Regions from separate parts of the Mus musculus genome. Here region 1 is linked to region 2. The links are chromatin contacts, called in public HiChIP or PLAC-seq maps. All regions are on one chromosome and are shown on one strand. Each heading gives the region's core, a stretch centred on a gene start, on an enhancer-like site or on the middle of the called end of the contact. The rest is flanking DNA. Distances are from core to core; before and after follow the strand shown. Region 1 overlaps Zcchc7 (zinc finger, CCHC domain containing 7). Region 2 holds the start of 5730488B01Rik (RIKEN cDNA 5730488B01 gene).

Evidence for each region. HiChIP or PLAC-seq counts read pairs in DNA pulled down with a chosen protein or histone mark.
Region 1: a RAD21 HiChIP or PLAC-seq map of pro-B cells shows a contact between it and region 2, with 7 times the contacts expected there. The contact joins the enhancer-like site here to the promoter of 5730488B01Rik in region 2. A contact is called at or near these places in 1 of 39 promoter capture datasets (the C10 cell line), 1 of 15 datasets of contacts at CTCF or cohesin (pro-B cells), 4 of 484 Hi-C or Micro-C datasets (the 63-12 cell line, B cells, large pre-B cells and 1 more), 5 of 115 datasets of contacts at active chromatin or transcription factors (the 230-238 cell line, embryonic midbrain, embryonic stem cells and 2 more) and 2 of 9 other capture datasets (adipose tissue and liver).

The regions. Positions count from the first base shown.
Region 1 is chr4:44,776,895-44,782,020 of GRCm38.p6, reverse strand. All of the region lies in intron 2 of Zcchc7 (zinc finger, CCHC domain containing 7), which reads right to left. Among named protein-coding and RNA genes, the nearest start is that of Zcchc7, 23 kb to the right of the region's middle. Within about 2 kb of position 1,335, at least 12 of the 459 cell types and tissues checked have an H3K27ac peak or open chromatin away from gene starts, as enhancers often do. A contact at or near this core is called in the 230-238 cell line, pre-B cells and pro-B cells, where this site is marked.
Region 2 is chr4:44,701,479-44,706,386 of GRCm38.p6, reverse strand. 5730488B01Rik (RIKEN cDNA 5730488B01 gene) reads right to left here and starts at 3,587. Exons shown (of 1, transcript NR_073462.1): 1 at 1,277-3,587. All of the region lies in intron 1 of Pax5 (paired box 5), which reads left to right.

The DNA.
Region 1 (5,126 bases), core at 86-2,585, 78 kb before region 2:
TTCTCAATCAATAAAAGATAACCAAAAAGTTTACAGGTTTCATAATTAAATCCTTAAATAATAAAAACAACAAATTAAATATATTTTGCTAGAATATGAAGAAACAATTACTTAGAGATACCAGACAAAAAACAAGTAAGTGGAGCTTTATAAATTTAAATGGAGCAAAACATCCCTTTTAGTTAAACTCCAATGTTAGACTCTAGAAATAAGTAAGCTCTAGTAAAAATTAGCTAACCAATACTGGTGATTTTCAACTCTAACTGTTGTTCAAGAGGCCAATTGGACTAGCTGAACCATTAACAATATCACAGTGTGTAAGTAGCTATCTTGTGCCTGGTATCTTTCAAACAATATACTAAAACTTTTAAATAAAACCTATCAAATATATACTTAGTTACAGACAAAAGCCACAAATATTTGGTCTTCATTAAAAAGCTATAAAAAAAAATCAGTTGTAAGTTCAATATACTAAAACATTGATGGTATCTTATAAGCTTAATAAAAGCACAGTATGAACTATAACGTTTAATCCTAATAGAACATCATGACTTTTATAAAGAAAAGTCATTTTTATTGCAGGAAACAAAAGCCCCAAGCATTAGAGACTGTATATAAAAGTTAGCCTTTGGATTTAAATACTAACCGTGTTTTTGTTCTATTCATCTACACAACTCTCATTTATCTTCTTAGATTTGTATTGTTCCTTTTGTCTTACTTAATTTATATAATAAAAAAATTACATCTCTATACCAATATTAAACATCTTAAAAGTAGTTTAGCAACATTTGGTAGCCTTCATCTGAGTAAATAGAAAAGGCGTTATCTAAAAGTCATTTTTATTTAGCAGAGCACTTGCCAATTACAATAAAATGCCTATTATTCCAAGAACTTCATTATAAATCAAACAATAATCTTTAATGGTCTTAAAGTAAAACAACTTACTTCAAGTTCTTAAACTTCCACTGAACTTTTTAAAAGTGGCCTGGCTTGAGGTTGTGTGACTAGCGCAATACATAACAGAAAGAGTGACAGGGCAAGTACTCCCCACGTGCTGCATCATCTGCTCACAACAGTCACTACTGCATGAGCTGCCCGCCCTAAAGGAGCAGAAGCCCTAAGGAAGTATCTTTACTACAGCTCAACCTTTCATAATCTATTCTTTCATTTTCTTAATTAACATCCAGAATTAATGAGTTTTCTAATGCAGTGTCATATATATTTAGTTGTGGTCGATACCCAACTTCTGACCCACCCCTGTGTTCCCTTCAGCCTCAAGTATTTCCCTTTCCATGTCCAGACCATATGCATTCTGCTACCCTCCCCCACACTCCTCTCTCAAGGTCTACTTCTCCTTTCTTGAGCACCTTTCCACCTTCCTGGCATCTACCCATGCTCACTCCCACACAGAAACATTACAAGCTAGTACCTCCAAGAGAGAACATGTGGGACTTAACATTCTGAGCCTGGATTGCCTCATTCAATATATTATTTTCCAGTTCCATCTACCTTTTACATTTCCTGTTGAATGCTAATACCTGGATCTGCTCTCTACCAAGTACTTAAAAGTTAAACATCAAATTAAAAAGGAAATAACAAAGGGTTGATCCATCTAAAAAGTATTCCATAGAACAATAAGAATATTAATTTCAAGTGAATTTTTATTAACTCAGAGGTGAATTTGATTTGCAACTTAGTATCTATTTGATTTCTTTCCACTTCCTTTAAAGTTAAATACAGAAACGGTAAGAGGAGAGGCTTGTCTTTTCCTATTGCCATGCCATTTCACTAATGATCCACCTCTGGCTCTCTACAGACCTTCAGAAAATGTTAGTGAGACTACACGCTTAATCTGAAAGAAGCTGCGTGCTTTCCCATGGGATGGATGACCAACCACAAGGGGAGGGAACTGATTCAATTCCTGTAGCGAGAAAATCTTCAGGTTACTTTATACAGCTACCATACACTCTTTTCTTATTTTTTTCAAAGCTTCCATCTGGAGAATCTAAGCATATTTCAATTACAATTAAAGAGAAAGGTAAGAAAAATAGTATATGTAGATTTTTGTAGAAATGCCTTTCCCAAAAAGTTAAATACACAAATCTTAAATTGTAAGGGCTAGCCAAAGTGGGGCAGCTATACCTCAGAAGCAGTATATTTCATAGCTATCTGAATCATAAAATCTTACATATTCAACGCTACAGTAATCTCAGTAACAAAAATGTTAGGCCCTATAGCAAAGGTCTTCAACAGAATCGTACAATCTAATACGATAGATCAAATAATCTGAGATTTAGAAACTCAACAATTCAGTTAAAGTAGAAATCACATTTACCTAAACTGCAATTATAACATAATATTTGAACTGTGTAACACATTCATCCATTAACAGTGAATGCATAGGAAAATGTGTATTCTACACTTCAAGTACAAAGCTCATATTCTATCTAAATACATTTATTTAATATATGTAAGATAGATATATATGTGTGTGTGTGTGTGTGTGTGTATATATATATACACACACACACACACACACACACACACACACACACATACACACACACACGAATTAGCAGACAACTTATCTTTTAATTTGGTTATATTTCTTGCTTTTAGATGAAATGACCATAACTAACTAATCCAACTTGTAAGAACAATTTTGACTAAAATTTTACTAAAATATTTCAACATGCTAAGTGAGGAATTATGTGAAGAAGCACTACTAAGAATTTTTACCTCACAGTTTTAAAAGCAATCATTAATGTAATAAGCAACTAAACCGTTGGGTATGTTTCTTTTCTCCTTTTTACTCATTTATAATGGCATAAAGAATCAACTCCGGATTCTTTCCTTCTAAATTAAGGTTTGCTTATATACCTGGCAATTATCTTGATTCTAGAATTCTTATGTTCTGCTTTAAAAGCTCAAATGTAGAAACTTACACTTTGGGGCTTCTTTGCATATATTTCTCCTGATAAATTACATATTCACAAAAATGAACATAATCTTAAGAAATATGCATACAAATATGAAGTAGACTTCCAAAACCATGAAATATTGATAAAGTTAGCCCTTTTTGAAAACTACAAAAATCAAAAAAGAAAACTTTAAACACTTATTTAACTTCCTCACTTTCTTGTCAGTTTTTAGTAATAGTCATTTCTTAATCAAGAGAAAAATCTCTGGAAAGTTAAGTGTTTATTAAAATTCTCGATGAACAGCAAAGCACTGCTGGAAGACTTCTCTAGTCCATCCATCCCTTTAAATAATCAAACAATAAAACAAATATTACAAGAACAAGGCTGACAAAAAATCATAATGAACCTCTCAGATGAGAAACTAATTGGTACTAAGTACACAATGGCTTACATTTAATCCTGTTAATAACCACACAAAAAAAGAAATAAAAGACTCACTTTTCAGTCATCTCTCTGGACCACTGGGCTAAAATAACAGCATGACTAAATCTGACATTGACCCCGTGGCCCTGCTAGGAGTTAAAAGAATTCCTTTGAGCCTTCTGAGGCCTGTTTTCAACTGCTCCAGAAGGGGTGGGCTAGTCACACACACTTGTTAGCCTTCTTTACAGTAACAGGTCAAATTAGAAATGGTCACATACACTGTAATATAAAGCAGCACTTACTTTACGGCTGCCCAGAAAAGAATGCTAGCGTAGTTATATATGGCTCATAAAGTATCTTGATGACTGAAATATGATTACAGTTATGAGAATTTGTCCAAATAACATTATTAAAAATAGAACTTTAAAAACCAAATTCAGAATAAACTCAAATTAACAAAAAAAAACACTAAACAATATTCAAGAACAAACATTAAACTATAAAAAAATTAATTTCACTTTTTTTTTCTAGATTAATCAAGTTTTTAGCAGCCAACTAAATGAAAATATGCTTTGTGAATTTTCACAAGCTTTCTCAACATGAATCTTCAAAGACATTTTAGAGCAAAGATACAAATTTACCTGAAAGCAGCTTTCTATTTCATCCTTTTCTGAAATACAATTTACCTCCCACCCCAACAAAGAAGCCAATGCAACACCAGCAATGGGATAATCAAGGATACAATCTGCTACTCTTCACAATGCTTCCTCCCAGTATTAATATTGCTAATTATGCATGTGTATCCTGAAAAATGCCAGGACTGTATTTCTATTTCAAAGTGTAATCACTAAAAACTTTAAAAGCCAACTGCTAGCATGTATCCTGTATCTTTTTCTCATATCTGCACCTGTTTTTTAAAAAAGGCTCCAATTTATATCAATATTTAAAATTAAAAGTTCAAAAATTTCTGAATACTAAAAAGTGATATCCTTACAACCTGAAGAAAGAAAGTTGTATTATGGCATACCTGAATTAGAAGCAGTTTCTAAAGCAAAATATAAAAATTAATTTTTGTGATTCCCCTTCTCTACTCTTATATAGACCTCTTATAATTTTAGATTTTCATATTAATAAGCTTTAATAAATACAATCACTTATTGGGCAGTAATACTAAGTTTCACGGTACTTCTTGTTAATGTTTTAAAACATATATTGCTTTAGAATAGAGGCCAGAGAAACATTATAGCACTTTTCACTATCAAGCCTTGTCAAGCATGTTCAACCCTTTTAGTATTTTAAAATGGAGTTTCAGCACTTTCGTCTCTTAAAACTCTCTATTGGTCTGTCAGCTGGAGTCACTTGAAGCAGACAATTCCTTGCCCCCTCCCCCAACTTTTATTCTGTGCTCATCTCCTACTTTCTCTCATATCACCAAATATCATTTTTCAAAAAATACCAACACCCAACTGGAACACAGAAACACATTAATGTGACTTATTTCGTAAACAGCTCCAATTTAAATTCTAACTCAGAACAGAAACTGAACAGAAAATTTCAAAGCTAATCAGTTTTCAAAACACTCATTAATTAATTAATTCTCTTCTCATTAGCTTACCGTCACAGCATTTTCTGGCCTAAAACAAAGCATACATGAAAGTATTTCCGTTACACCTTAATATTACTGTACAAGTTTAGCTACTCAGTTTTAAAAGAACATTCCACCCAGTGCCAAAGCAAAAAGAGAGAGAGAGAACAAAAAAGAAACGCCACAAAACAAGAATT
Region 2 (4,908 bases), core at 2,338-4,837:
TCTTACGATATCTGATTCGCTGGGGACTACGGGATAAAGCAAATGGGGCCCTATGCCATCACAGTACTTTCCCAGTTGTAATCTCCTTGCTCTAAGGCAGAGGTAGGTGTGGGGCAGCAAAGATCAAGACCCGGAAGGGGTTCCGGAAAATGGAGAGAGAAAAAGCTACCACTCCACTGCCTCACACACCACAGCCTTCTGAGTCCCCAGAGACCAGCCTTGGCTGTTTTCCTGCAGCTGTGCCCCAGTGGGGGTGGGGCTGTGTTAGCCCGGGGAGACTTTCCCCGCTTGTCAGGGGCAGCTTGGAGGAGGCGGCTATCAAGGGAGGACCCACGAGCTGACCTAGTATAGAGATGTTAGAAGTGGAGCAAGAAGAGAAGAATGGAAATGAGGAGAAAGTAAATAGTGAAAATGATCCTCGGATCATTCTGAGCTTTGTCCTCCCTCTACTATGCCTGAAGCAGACGCCTCAGAGGTCTTGGGTTTTGGTGGGTTTATGTTTAATAGCAGAGAGTCATCACTTACGATTCAAAGGAGTGAGCGTTTAGTATTCTCCTACAACTGCCACGGTGAGGGGGAGGGCAGTGCTCAGTATCTGTGTTGGGTTGGGTCTTAGCACACTAGAAGCCTCACAGAACTATAGCTACCTGGGTGAAGACACTTCGTTTTTTGTTTTTTAAAGTCCAACAGCTTTGATTGTGGTCTGGGAGCCTTATATTCCCAAGAAACTGAGACACGTGTTGGCTAAAGAAAGAGCTTTGCTGGATCGAAGAATTCTGTCTTCTAGAAGCCTGTTCATTTTTGTCCTAAAATCTACAAGAACTCTAGTGAGGAAGGTCAGGTTTTCCTCTACCAGGTGGCCATCCTGATGCTACACTGCCAGGCTCTTGCAAATGGAGGTAACTGCACAGCCACTGGCTTCCGGTGCTCTCATTAGCTCTGGATGCCGGTGGACTCCTTCCCTTTTTAAAGAGGCCTTGCACCAGATGCGGAAATCCTCTTGTTGACAGAAGCTTTGAGCTAAGAGCATCACCAGCTCCCAAGGGACCTATCAGCTCCTAGGCTAAGACAACAGAAAGGATCTATGCCTCTGTACTTGAGGCAACCTGGTCCAAGCTTTGGAGACTCCCCAAATTTCTGGTAACCTTCAAATAATATTTCCCCAGTTCTGCCTTTGGTTAGTGCAATGCTGGGGCCTCTGTGGATAGAAGAATGATAGAGGAGGATACAGAGGAGACGGCCGTTGCTTAGTGGATTCTTGATAAACTTAGGAAATGGAAGGAACCAGCATCAAAGACTTCTTTACTAAACTCTGCCCATTTTACAGAGGAGCAAAGTGAGGTCTAAAGCGGCAGATATACACACAGAAATCTGCCGCCTAGACCGAAAATCGGATCTCTATTGTGCTGAACGTCTACCTCTAAAATCTGTGGATGTTTTTCTATTTTTGTTTTTTGTTTTTTCTTTTCATTCTGGAGATCTCTCTCCCATCCTTACTCTTCTTCGACCCTGTCTCGGTTGCTCCCAGTCTCTAAGCGCATCCTAAAATCTCGACGGCCCTCCGAAAGGTCGGCTCTGTGGGACCAAGAGCATGGCTCTCCAGACACTGCGTGGGCTCTGTTCTCTCTCTACCCCTTTTCCACCCGAGAACCACTAGGCCTTCTCCCCACGCGTTTGTCAATGAACGTGGCGCCGCAGCTTGGGCCCCGCCCCCCATTCTCTCCCATTGCCCAGGTACCGGCTAATCAGGCGGAGCCCGTGGGTTGCTTAGCCAATAGGGCAGTATATCGGGCTAGGGCCGGATGCCCCTGTTCTGATTGGCTTGATGGGGCATGATTGGCAGGTGAGCTCTCGCCCCGCCCCCGCCCGGAGGGAGGCTGAGCCCCGGGCGGCGCTGTCCACACGCAGCGGGTCCTGAAAGCGGCTTCGGGGCGGCGCGGTGGCGCACTGTGCGCGCCGAACAGGCGGAGGGCTAGCGCCGGCGGCGGCGGCGGCAGAGCAGGCATTAGAGCCGGCAGGGGCTTCATCTCAGCACCGACAGCCTCGGCGGCCCCGGCGGTCCGGGCGGCAGGGACCCTCATCCTCTCTGCACCCCTCGCTCCACGCTGGGCAGACGCGGCGGCTGTCCCGGAAGAGGCAAGGCAGGGACAATCCACCCGGAACCCCGAGATCGGGCAGCGGGGCTCCAAGAGTTGGTAGCGTGAACCACAGCCAGGCGCGAAGGGGCCGGGAGCTGCGGGGCCCGCGGGAACTTTGAAGGCAAGCGGGTCCCGGGCTTCGAGGGTTGCAGCTTCGGGGCGCACCGGGCTCCCAGCTTCAGCAGCTGCAGCATTTCAGACTCCGCCGCGGCCCCTGCGCGACAGGAGAGGGAGTTCTCTGTAACTTCGTCGGAGACGTCAGAGAGCCGACAGAAGAGAGGTGGAAGGGGAGGTCCGGCTCCAGAGACACGGAGAAGCGGGAAACAAGAAGGACCTGGCGGAGGCCGAAGGGTGGGCAGACCCTCGAGGCAGCAAGACCGAAGCAGCCTGGCAGTCCGCGGCCTCGCTGCCCCGGACTGAGACGGAGGGCCCTGCGCTCGCGGCCTCCTGCAGGCTGCTGGTCCCGCGCCGGGCTCCCCTAGCCGTCCTGGAGGTGGGCCCCTGCGCTATGCCCTCGACGCCGCTAGCGCTTGGGCCGCAGCTTCTCTGGTGCGGGCCGGGAGCCGCCGCTTGAGCCCGCCGAGGAGCGAAGCTAGCGGGAGTTGGGCGCCCGCTCCCAGACCGACTGGCTGAGAGCACCGTTTCCCGCCTCTCGGCTCAGCTCTCCGCGATCTTCCGCAGGCGGCTCCGAGAGGGACCCCACGGCTGCAGAGGTGTTTTCTGATCTCTGCTCACACTGTGCCCGGCCTGGTGGCGCGGTTCCCTAGGCGCCCTGGGCAGTCCTTTGGCGCCGAGAGGCAGCGGCGTGGGCCGGCCTACAGTCTGGAGCGCCCCGATGGAAATACACTGTAAGCACGACCCGTTTGCATCCATGCATAGTAAGTAGGCGGCGAGCTCGCTTCTCTCACTCTCCGGCCGGGATCGGGTTGGGGGTGCCGGAGTGCGGGGTAAGATACTAAGTCCTGAAGGACTCGGGACCTCTGTAGCTGCGTAGACAACTTCGCAAAGTGCAATGTTTTCAGGTAGCGGACGCCGCCGAGGCCGAAGCGCCTGGTGGGTGAATCCCGCCTCCAGCAACGAGGTAGAGTAGGCAGCGAGCTGTAGCCTTTCCCGAGCTCTAGCCGCTAGTTCTCAGAACCCTGGTTCATACGCATAGACAGCTCGGGACTGGGTCAGTTGGAGGGCAGGAAGTTTGAATAGAGGTCAGTGAGAGTCTCAGCCAGCGCTCAACATCCCAACTCTGTTGGCGCCTTTTTCAGCCATGGGACTAGGCAAGACTGATGCTTAAAAGGAAAAGTAGAGCCCCGACCAGTCCCTGAATATGTGAAGAAAGAAGTGAAAGTTAAGAAGGGGCACCAGGTCCAGGATTCCAAATGCGCCCTGGATCGAGGAGAGGGGATTTAAAGAATCAACGAAGTCAGGGTCCCTAAGCTACACTTCAGTTTAGGTGTCGGCCAGTACATACAGAGACCTTTAAAGACATCATTGGGTCCTTCTCTGTAGGATGTCTACCTTGAGATGGCTTCTCTACTAGAAAGAAAAAGAAAGAAAGAAAGAAAGAAAGAAAGAAAGAAAGAAAGAAAGGAAGGAAGCAAGCTAATTAGTCACATGCAGGCATCCCTGCCTTCTGAAAGCCTGTGCAGTGTAAGAGACCGGCAGGGTCATTTCGGACACCGGTAGGGCCCTGCTGCCTGACCCACAGGGATCCTGCCAGTTCACCCATTAACACAGCCTCCTATGAGACAAGCGCTCTTCTCACGGTGAGTTAACGCTGGATTAGATTCGGAGATTTCAAGGAAATTCCAAGTGGAACGAATCGCGTTTCCTTTCTGTTGGCTGTAGACTCGGCCAGGGGAAGGCGCCAGGCTTTGGCAGACTGCACTCGGGTGCCCAGCTCGAGTCTCTGTGGGTTGCAGATCTCAGAGTAACTCCGTGGCTAGCAGCCGGCTGCAAGCTTTTTAAACCTCAACCAGCCGGGATCCCGCTACTCTAGCCGTGGGTCCCCTATTTAACAAAGGCATAGAGACCCGGCTAGAGAGAAGGCAAGGTGAAGCAATAATCTTCGTGTCTTCCACCAAGAACTGAGTGGCCTGGTAGCAGGGGAAGGTTTGCTTAGGCAGCCAAAGCGGGCTTCAAGCAGGTCAGCTTCTCTTTGTGTCAATATCCCAGTCGGAGGTAAATCTCCCGAGCGAGCAGCGACAAGATTCGCGCAGAGAAGCTGCTTGCTCTGGTCCCAGCCCCAACGATTCCTCCCCTTTAGGAGACTGGGTTTAAGCGGTTTCCAGTCCACCATGGCTCCAGCGTTTCCCGCAGCATTTTCATGCGCAGACTGGCTCTAGAGCCTCTCTGCTCTCACTCAGAACGAACCTGAAAACAAACGAGTTGGGGGCAACACTCTGAGGTGGGCAAGAAACAACTGGGAGGCAAGATGGGTAGGGCTGGCTCCCGTGCTTCTGGCAGAAATCCAAAGGCCTGCACTGCCTCTCTCTGTCCAGAGTTCTGCTGCCCAGAGGTCGTGCCCAAGCCCGTGGGGAGACAGCATCAGATTTGGTGGTCTTGCGGTGTGCATTCGTGTGGAGAGGCAGCTCCTTCCAGGTGCAGGTTAACCAACTGCTAATGTCTCAGCCTTCCTGCCGGCCCTTCAATCTGCCCCCTCCTCGGGAAATCCTCCCTCCTCCCATTCTCAATCTCCCTGGCAGCACAGTGGGGGCTGGGCAAGCCTAGCTTCCAGAGCTAGGGGAAGCCCTTGGCGTCTTTGGAAAGACCTTAG